2 separate regions of the Sus scrofa genome follow, and region 1 is linked to region 2. A link is a contact called in public Hi-C data. All regions are on one chromosome and are shown on one strand. Each heading gives the region's core, a stretch centred on a gene start, on an enhancer-like site or on the middle of the called end of the contact. The rest is flanking DNA. Distances are from core to core; before and after follow the strand shown. Region 1 has its middle 19 kb from the start of NFATC2. Region 2 overlaps NFATC2 (nuclear factor of activated T-cells 2).

Region 1 (5,208 bases), core at 2,216-4,715, 100 kb after region 2:
ACGAGCCAAGGGGGCGCCGTCCTCTCTAAAGCATGCTCGCGGGGCTGCCCTGGCCGAGGAGCCTGCGAGCGGCCCGGGAGCTGCGCGCCTCCCGCCTCCCGGCTCCCGGCTCCCGGCGCGGCGGAGTCGGCGCGGCTCGGCGCTCGGGCTTACTCGAGAGGGAACGCGACTTCCTTCCCCGCGCTCCGTGTTTATAGGCTTTCAATGCAGTAAAATAACGGGATTCCCTCACTGTTTCCTCCTGTTTATCCAGCGCCATGGAAACCACTGGATCCCGTCCATCTCCAAAACTAAGGGCTTTCCTGCAAACTTCACACTCAGGAATCCATGACGTCGCCTCCTCCGCGGCCAGCCAGCTCCGTGGCTCCCTCAGCCGCCAGCACAAGTCCCTGATTGTTTGGGAGAAAAGTCAGGGAGAGGGAGCGATGCGGGCGACGGCGAGGAGAAGGGGGTGGGGGCGTGGGAGTGTCCAAGTCGGCCTTGCAGGAGCTCCAGGCGGCGGTTTGCAAGGATTGCCCCAGCCACCGCCTTCCCTTTCCCGCTGCAGCTTCGCAGAAATCCTGCGCGAGGCACCCGAGCCCCCCGTTTCCCCAGCGGGGATCTCCCAGAGAAAGTCGCCCAGGGCTCAAACCAACACCCCAGGTGGTCGGGACCCCTGGACACCAACCCAGGGGCTCTTCCCAGTCCCTCGAGACTTCTGGCTGCCCAGATTTTTTCTGTGCTCTGGGCTGATGGGGGGGGGGGGGGCGGGGTAGGAGGGAAAAGAAATAAATAACGGTGCCTTGTGTCAACTCTCCAAGATTTTTTTTTCAAAGAAGTCTATTTTTAGATTCATTTAGAAAACCCAAGGTTTCCAGTGATGCTCAGAGGCTCCAGCAATAATGAAATGGCCAAAGAGACGCCGAAACCAGGCAACCCATGTGTTTACACATGTTCTGAATAAACAGGAAAATAAAGGCAAGGGATGTCATGAACTTTGCACGGTCTCCAGAAGAAGGTCGGTGGGATGCCACGCATGGCTGCCGTCGGTGGGCCCCGGACCCCGGAAGGCCAGTGGGGAGGGGGAGAGGTGCTGCTGTCACACCGCTCTTTCTGAACCTAGCCTGGTTCTGCCTCTTCACCTGCCTGCGGGGTGGGAAATTAGGGGCCCGCAGCTGAAGCCAGCTTTGAAAAGAGCCATTTCAGATACCGTTGTGGGCTCTGATAAAACTGCGGGGAGCACCAAGGCTGGTGACTCAGCGGCCCCTCCCCCCTTTTTACAGACAGACTTGAACTTTAAGAGGCATTGAGAGGCGCTGGCTCCGTCTGCGGGACCACTCGGTGTTCCACGCCCTGGCCCACAAGCGCCTCTCGGGGCTCTCAGACATGACCAGTCCTGCTGCAGACGTCGTCCCAGTAACTGGAAAAGCCCTCCATCCCCACCCAGGCTTCGCCCACCCATCGCGCCCCAAAGCCTGCCTCAGCCAGGGTGGCTTCCAGCCTGAGTAATGCTCTCCCTGCAAGAGCAGCCCCATCTGCCCACCTCCTGTGCTCCCAGCCTTGTGCGGCCTTACCTTGAACTCCCAGCAGCTGCCTCACAAGCGGGGAATCCCTCTCTCCCCCTTTCCAAAGGGGAAATGGAGGCACAGAGAAAGTGGGTGGCTTGCAGTTCCCGTTGTGGCACAGAGGAAAGGAATCCAACTAGGAACCACAAGGTGGTGGGTTCGATCCCTGGCCTCGCTCAGTGGGTTAAGGATCTGGCATTGCCGTGAGCTGTGGTGTGGGTTGCAGCTACAGCTCGGATCCTGTGTTGCTGTGTCTGTGGCGTAGGTGGGCACCTGTAGCTCTGATTCAACCCTTAGCCTGGGAATCTCCATATGCCACAGGTGTGGCCCTAAAAAGCCAAACAAAAACAAAAACAAAAAACCAGATGGTTTGCCTGTTGGTTTCCTTGGCAAATACTGGAGTGTAGCCTAGAAGGCCCTGGAAGAGATTCTTTTCAGGGAACCCTGCAGAGGCAGCCCCATCCCCTGAGACAAGCCCCATCCCTCTGTACCCCATCATCTGAGGCAAGAACAGGGTGACCCAGCATCCTGGTCTGCCTGGCATTGAGGTGGTTCCTAGGACACAAGACTTTCAGTTTTAAAACCAGGGAAGTCTGAGGCATGTTGGGACCCGCTGGTCACCCCAGGCTCGAAAGAGATTCTGCACTCAACTTCCTCCCGCAGTGATGCACGTGCAGGCAATTCCACAAACCATCGTCTCTGAACACAAGCCCTAGCCCAGCACCTACCATGTGCCAGGCCCCGACCTAGGCTCCTGCCCCTTGACCCCCTACAGAGTGATACCCTGACATGGTGAGAGGTCAGCCCTGCACCAGGCAACAGGGTAGCCACCTGCCACGTGTGGCCCTTAAAATTTAAAGTAATTAACAATTCAATAAAAGGTCAGTCAGTTCTTTGATGCACAGGCCACATTTCAACTGCTCAAAAGCCACACGTGGCCCGTGGCTCCCGAGGTGGACAGCCCAGAAGAGACCGTTTCCGTCACTGTAGAAAGTTCTACAGGGTAACATGGGGCTAGGCAACCCGAGAGGCAGGATAAAGTCCAGGCTTTGGAATCAGATGCTTGGCCCTGCCAGGGAGTCAGCTACCCACTCTGCAAGACGGGGATGCTATTAGTGCCTTCCTAGGAGTTGATGTCAGGATAATAAATGCCTAAAGTACACATACACACACACACACACACACACACACACGTATATGTATATACATTTATGCACACATGTATATTATACATAACATATGCATATGCACATGTGTATATATTATATTTACACACATATGTATTTTAAGCTTTTCTACCCTCAAAGAGTGAGTCATGCTTAAGCCAGAATTAATCCGGGTTGACCCTGTAGTCCATGGCCTTCCACTCCAGGCTTCCCTTTATTAAACCCTGTTGCAGCCTCTTTGCAACATCTGGTCCATTTCACCCTCCCCCCGAGCCTCATGCTGGGAGCCCAGTTTATGGATGAGCAAACTGAGGCCCTGTGAGTTGATGTCCCCACAGCCAATCCGGCTTGGAACCCACTTCTGTCTGGCCACAAAGCCCGCGTTCTTGGCACCACAGCCCCTGCCTCCCGGAGGCCTCCCTGGGCACCGAGGTCTTGGAGGCCAGAGGTGCGGCAGGAAACGAGCACGCGGGGCCTCCTCTGCCAGGCTCATTATCGGGGATAATTTTAGACTCGGTCCCACCCAGGCTCAGGTCTCAGAGGCGAGTCCCGATCTCCACAGGTGCCCAGCGCTGCCGAGAGGGGGACGCCTTTGGAACGTGGTAGAAGCAGCATTAGCCACATTTTTATAGAGCCCACTCTTTGTCTCAGTTAAGCATTTTTCCCTTTTAAAGCACGTTAATACTACAAGGGCCAGAGCGGGGGAGTCTCAGCTGAGTCACCTAATTTGCCCTTAGGAGCTGCAGCTTTCGGCTTCTCAGTTTAGCTGCTCCTCGGTTCCTCAGACAATTTCTTTCCTCTCGCGGTGCCAGGGCCAGAACTATTTTGTCCTTTTGAACTGAACCACCCACTGCTTTTCACTTCTCTCGAGCACTCTCCCTTTTTTTTAGGGATGCTCCGAGGGGGGTGGGTGGGGAGCTTCCGCCCACTAAATTATCCACGAAAACTCCCCAAAATAGAAGCTCTCAGCTGGGGTGGGAATGCGCCAGCATGTGAGGAAAAAGCCAAAGAGAGGCTGAATCAAAGCAAATAGAAGGCGTCCAGGTGGCCGTGGGGAGAAAGGCCCAGGGAGCCCGCAAGACATCTGGGCTGGAGGAGACCTTGACTCACCGGGGAAGCCTTTTATTAGAATCGCTTCCCTCCGAAGGCCTCATAAATAAGAAACGCAGGTATTTCTGCTGAGGCATCACTTCCTGGGGCTGCCCCAACCACTGCTCCAGCACCAGGAGGATGTCAGAGGACCCGGGCCCCTTCGAGGAGGGCAGCTGGCATCTATACTCCGGGGGTCCCCTTCACCTGTCGGTCACCTTGACCGCCGACCCGTTCCTGGTCAACGGCCATCAAAATGGACCTGGACGCCCCCGTGTCTCAAACACAGAAAGTGGGATGGACCCAGATGTATGAAAACCAGAAGGGGGAGGGTTACGGATCTTTGTCACGTGATCAATCATCTACCGAGCTCTTGCTGTGGGGCAGGTGTGAACCCATAGAATCCTCTTACCAATCCTTCCATTATCAGTGTACAGAGGGGGATACTGCAGCCCAGAGAGGTTTTGCAGCTTGCTCTAGGTTGCACAGCCAGCACGTGGCAGAGACGGGATTCGAACCCCAACCACCTGGCTCTAGAGCCCAGGTTCTGATCCACGAGGCAATGCTGCCTCTCAAGTGTTATCTCAATTGCTCCACTGGATTAGAATTACCTTCAGCACAAAGTCCAGAATCCTCTATGTGGCCCGCAAAGATCTATCAGACCCGCCCCACCCCTTCCAGCCTCATCGCTCGCCTCTTACACCTTTGAACTCCATGCTTCAGCCTCCAGACATCCTCAGCTTCCTCGTCCATGAAATGGATCTGTATCATCCTCTTAGGGAGACGTGAGGCTCTGATGACACTTTGTCTAATGAAGCACTACGTGCAGTGCCTGGTATGGTGGAAGCGCTCGATAACGGTACTAAAATTGTTACCTGGCCACTTCGTACAACAGTTCTGCAAGGTCTCAGATGGGCCAAAGGTAGCATTGCAGAGGTTTCCCATCCCCCTGAGGATACAAGCCAGCTACCTCACCATGGCTGTCCCCGGCCAGCCTCCAGGTCGGTCCCAGGGGCGCCCATCTGGGGAGTCCTAGTCTCGTCCAGTCCCCTCCCACCCCGTGTAACACTAGGACATTGCCAAAACGGTGGCGTGTGACTCCGGAGGCTAGGTTAGAGAAGAAGTGTGGCTTCTGCCTTGCTGTCTTGGATCCCTCACCCTGGGGGCAGCCAGCTGCCCTGCTGGGAGGACTCTCAGGCAGCCCTCTGGAGAGCTCGCATGGTGAGGAACTGAGGCCTCCCACCAAGAGCCAAGACCTCAGATGATGCAGCCGCATCAGTCAACACAGCGCTCCAGGCCCACGGAGATAGTACACACTTCTTCCTTTAAGTCACTAAGTGTGGAGGGAACAGCAGGTAACTAATACAATGGCCTCTGAGACCCTCCTGCCCCACCTGTCTGACCCCATG
Region 2 (4,983 bases), core at 1,396-3,895:
TGCCCCGTGAGGATCATCTGCTGGCCCCCGTAGACCAGGCAGCTGTCGATGTCTTGTCTTTCCACCATGGGCAGCTCGTGGGCGGACCGCTGGGCTGAGGGCGAGAGAAGAAGGAGACACCGTGGTGATGGGGTGCCCACTCCGAAGAGGCGTTCCAATTCCACGGGAACGGGACACGACACGCTCTGCCCACCCTGGCCCACTTACTGTCACTGCAAAGTGGAACCCTCATCCCTGCCCACCAGTGACCCTGCCAACGTTATGTTCTCATCAAAGTGCCCTGAGCTACTTGGGCTTGTTTTTCCTAATGATGCTTCACTTCCATGAACCAAGGGATGGATGTCTTTCCTCTTTTTAAAAGGAAAGGAGTTGTTTTTTTGTTTGTTTGTTTTTTTGGTTTTTTGTTTTTTTAATTTTCCCACTGTACAGCAAGGGGGTCAGGTTATCCTTACATGTATACATTACAATTACATTTTTCCCCCACCCTTTGTTCTGTTGCAACATGAGTATCTAGACATAGTTCTCAATGCTATTCAGCAGGATCTCCTTGTAAATCTAAGTTGTGTCTGATAAGCCCAAGCTCCAAAAAAAAATAAAATGAAATAAAATAAAAGGAAAGGAGTGTAAGAATTTGATTTCTTTAATAAATGGATGGACAGATCAGCTTTTTCATATGAGAGTTCCTTTGCGAGAGTGTCCTTTCTTCTCCTGCATTTGACGTCAGCCAACACGCGAAGGGCTCATGCACGTAAACTTGAGGACCTGATTCCTGAAGGACTCCTGATTCCTGATTCCATCTTCGCTTTGGAATTCATTCGCAGTCCTGAACATGATCTGCCCCGTCACTTCTCTGACCACACTTCCTAGAACGACCCCCTTGCTCACTCCGCTCCAGTCACACCTGCAGAATGCTCTCACCGTCTCTCGGATGTACACAACACACCCCTGCCTTTAAATGTTTGCACATTCAACTTGCTGTCTCTGGAAGGTTCTTCCCCAATCACCTGCCTGGCTGCCTTTCTCACTTCTTGCAGCTTTCTAGGCAGATGCTACCTCCTCAGTGAGGCTTCTTTACCCCTCACAGCTAAAACAGCAGTACCCACTCTGCGTCCATCTGGCTGGCTGGCTAGGTCTCTCCTTCTCGTTCCCCTTTATTTTGCTCTATCCTGCTTAGTTCATCTCCAAAGAACTTCCTACTTTCAGATACACTGCATGTAGCTCTATCGGTTCCTCTGTCTCTCATCTCTTCCCCACAGGAATGGAAGCCCAGGAGGGAGGAGCATTCCTTGGTGCATGCTGTAAGCCCAGGGCTGGGGACAGAAGAGAGGACTCAGCCAGAGGTGCTTGGGATGGATGGATGGATGGATGGATGGATGGATGGGAGGGAGGGAGGGAGAAGATATGGATACAGATGTGTCTCAGTGCATCTTGGCACACACATATCTCTTGCTAGCTCTGCAGGCCCATCTCTACATCCTCTTCTGCATCTACAGTGAGAAATGGGACAGGCTGAGGGTTTAACCACAAGGATATACTCGAATGCTCACAGCAACCTTCTGAGGAAAGAAGTACTAGAATTATTCATCCTCGGGTAGGGAAACGAATGCCTAGAAAAAAGTCAGGTCAAGGGCATGTGCTGATGTAGATCTGAAGCCTCGAGACCTGGTCTGACCGGCTCCAGAGCCTCATCTCTTAGCCCCTGCAGCGCCCCCCTCCCCCGATTCTTCAGGAAGGGTTGCAGGAAAGAATCAAGACCCTCTCCGGATGCCTTTCCGGGGCAGGGTGAGAAAGAGGTCCCAGCCAGCACCAGGGACCATCTCCTCGGCCTCGCCTTGGCAGCGTGGGCTGAAGAGGCCGGCCCTCCTCCTGGGTGAGTCAGCCTGAGCTCCTGGCGTTCCTCCCAGAGCCCGAGAACTGGGCAGGGGGCCAACCCTCTCCGTGCCAGGGCCGCGGACCTCCCCATCCGGGAGCCAGGGCTGCAGCCACAAGAGGCCCAAGGCTCAAACCTAACCCTGCCCTCCTGGCCGGCCCGGGCCTCCAGGTCCAGCACCCTGTCCCATCTGCCCTGGAGTCACGATGAAACCTGTCCCTTGAAGAGCAGCCATGAACTTGCCAACATTTACGGAGCCCGCCGTGGACCAGTCACACCGAGACACTTTATGTCAACCATGCAGCCCCACAACTTGCAATGACCCAGCCCCAGGATGGTCTCTCCCCAGCCCAGGCTCAGTCCAGGCCCTCTGTCTCCAGGGCCCCACCAGCCAGTGTGGTTCTAAAGCGCTGCCAGTTAAGAGCACATATTAAAAGGACCTCTCTGCAGAAGCTGCTAATTTCTCCCACATGGGCTGGGCTATTAATCCTTTCTTTCAATAGGGGAGTTTTGTGTGACTTCCTAATTGAGCTGCCACAAATGGAGATTTATTAGCAGTGAAAACAGCAGCCACACCACCCAGAAGAGCAGGTCCAGGCTTTTAAGATCTGCCTTTGATGAGTTTGGGGGGCACGTGGGGGCTTTCGGTCCCGGGGATGGGTGGGGAGGCAGCAAGAGCCATCCCTCCCATTTTGCAGGTGGAAAGCCTGAGTCATCGCGCCTGGGCAAACTGGCCAATGGCTCCCAGCCAGCCAGGCCGGGGACTGGACGTGGCCGTGAGCTCTCAGCGCTGGGCGGGAGGCTGGCCTGAAGCTGCTCTGTGAATCACTGTGCATGGCTGTGAACACGACTCGGCTATTTCCTGAAGCAACCTCGTTGCTTCTCCCTCCAAAGCCTCACAGACTCAAGCACCCCACGGACTCTCCCTTTGCCAAATCGGCATTTCCCACCCCTTCTCTTTCCCTGAAAGAAAACCATCTTTTCTAATGAATATTTAAAGAGAGAGGACGAAAGAGTCCAGTCCGGCTTCCAGTCAGCTTTTACCTGGACTCCAGTCTTGTCCAGTCCAGTGTGGGGACTTCAGCATCACTGGATCACTGGGCGGAGGGGGCCAAGGATTAATTGCAGACCCAAGAGCCCCACCCCAGACCCACTGAACTCAAATCTGCAGCTTAAGCAGGAATCCAGGTGATCCGCATGCACCATCCAGCCCAAGATGCACTGCTTAGTGCTGGTTTACAGTCGAATCCTCTGGCCCTGATCCTAGCACAGTGTTTCTTAGGCCAGGCACTCTTGACATCTGGGCAGGGTAACTCCTTGCGGGGGGGGGGGGGGTCCTGTGCTCAGAGGATGTTGAACAGTATCCCTGGCCTCCACCCACCACGTGCCAGTGGCACCTCCCTCACGTGACAACCCAAACTGCCTCTACACAGAGCTGGATGTCCCCTGGGGAAAAAATGGCCACAACCGTCCAAGGCTGAGAATCACCATTCTAGAGATTCTGACTTCGGTGGTCTGCAGGGTGGGCCCCAGCATAGTTTTTTTCCCAACAATCCTTGCTGATTCCAGTGGCCAAACCACGTTTGACCCGAGGCACCATCATGCTAGGATAATGCAGGACCAGGGGACCACAGTGTCCCCTCTTTACTGCCGCTCGAGCCCTGGGGTCAGAACGTCATGGTTTCAAGTCCTGCCTCTGCCAATTCCTTGCTGTGTGACCCTGGGCAAGGCCCTTCACCTCTCTGAGTCACCCGTGCCGCCTCTGTAAAATCCTAAGACGACCTGCCCTGGCAGGTAAGCAGCACAAGAGATGCTGCGTGTAAACATGTGCACGTGGGAGGAAAACACGTGGTGAAATATGTTATCAAGCACCCAAAGGTCCATCGACGGATGGACGAACAAAACGTGGTCTATCTATACAGAAATATTAGTCACATTGCCACACACTCCACATGGATGAAGCTCAAAAACATGATGCTAAGTGAAAGAAGCCAGACAGAAAAGGGCACATATTGTCTGATCCCATTGGTACGTGTCCAGGACTGGCTAATACAGAGGCAGAAAGCAGGCTGGGGGTTGCTGGGGGCTGGGGAGGGACCCGGCTCACGGGTTTCTTTTGGAGGGGGTGAAAAAGTTCTGAAACTAGACAGTGGTGCTGAGTGCACAACATTGTAAGTGCACTTGATGCCACTGAGTTGTGTGCTTTAAAATGGTCGATCGTGTGCCTCGTACCACAATTTTTAAAAATCTATCTCATATAAGACAAAAAAACAGCTAGCAGGTGCCTGGCACAGGGTAACCATGCCAGCAACTCGTCTTTCCCATTGTTAACTTGCAAAATGCTGCTCTTGCCTTCTCGCTGGGTCATTTTCAAAGTGTCCTTTTCATCTGTTATCTGGCTGACACCAGAGCCCTCCCAGGTAATCAAGGAAGACGCTGCTGGTGCCGTTTTGCAGACAGAACGACAGGTGTTTGGAACCTTGCTTCGTGGAGGGGCAGCTCTGGCCTGTGGGAGGCCGCCGTGCTGGACAGTCCTCGGCCCCAGCTCAAGTCCCCCCAAGGTGACCCTTGCCCAGGGCTCCCCAGCTCTAAACCTCACTTTTCCCATCAGAAAAACGGGGCTGTTCACAGACCCACCGCACAGGCTGCTGTGAGGACTACGTGGGAGACAGCGCGTTGGGCTTGATAAATATTGGCCAGTATGGTGACAGCAAGAGCTGGCGTTCCTGGAGCAGCTGCCCCGTGCTTGGTACCACTGCTGTCCCGCCTTCGATATTTCACCAAGTCCGTGTGGCCCACGTCCACGTGTTTACACACATTACTGATCTTGTCCCTGCTGTTCTTGATGGATCCCAAACCGTAACCCAGGTTTCCTGATCCCGACTCCCAGTATTTTTCAAAGGGAGGTTTCCAGGTCACCTGTGGCCAAGTCACCTAGTGGGGCAGGGGGGAGCTTAATGAAAATGCAGCTGCCCAGGCCACACCCCAACCCACAGCCCCAGAAGCTCCTAGAGGAGGAGGCTGGATATTTGCATTTTGACAATCTTTCCAGGTGATTTGTTACACGCAGTCTGTTTGTGAGCCAAGTCCCACACTCAGAGGCCACCTGAGGC

What was found. Hi-C and Micro-C count contacts between places; a contact is called where the count stands out from the background.
Region 1: a contact with region 2 is called in a Hi-C map of embryonic fibroblasts, with 2.0 times the contacts expected there. The contact joins two enhancer-like sites. A contact is called at or near these places in 7 of 47 Hi-C or Micro-C datasets (embryonic fibroblasts, fetal skeletal muscle, heart right ventricle and 3 more) and 1 of 2 datasets of contacts at active chromatin or transcription factors (skeletal muscle).

What each region holds. Positions count from the first base shown.
Region 1 is chr17:52,906,701-52,911,908 of Sscrofa11.1, forward strand. It overlaps a transcript of NFATC2 not described here. Among named protein-coding and RNA genes, the nearest start is that of NFATC2, 19 kb to the left of the region's middle. Within about 2 kb of position 3,466, at least 2 of the 83 cell types and tissues checked have an H3K27ac peak or open chromatin away from gene starts, as enhancers often do. A contact at or near this core is called in embryonic fibroblasts, where this site is marked.
Region 2 is chr17:52,807,311-52,812,293 of Sscrofa11.1, forward strand. NFATC2 (nuclear factor of activated T-cells 2) reads right to left here. Exons shown (of 11, transcript NM_001113452.1): 6 at 1-94. Among named protein-coding and RNA genes, the nearest start is that of NFATC2, 80 kb to the right of the region's middle. Within about 2 kb of position 2,646, at least 38 of the 83 cell types and tissues checked have an H3K27ac peak or open chromatin away from gene starts, as enhancers often do. A contact at or near this core is called in embryonic fibroblasts, where this site is marked.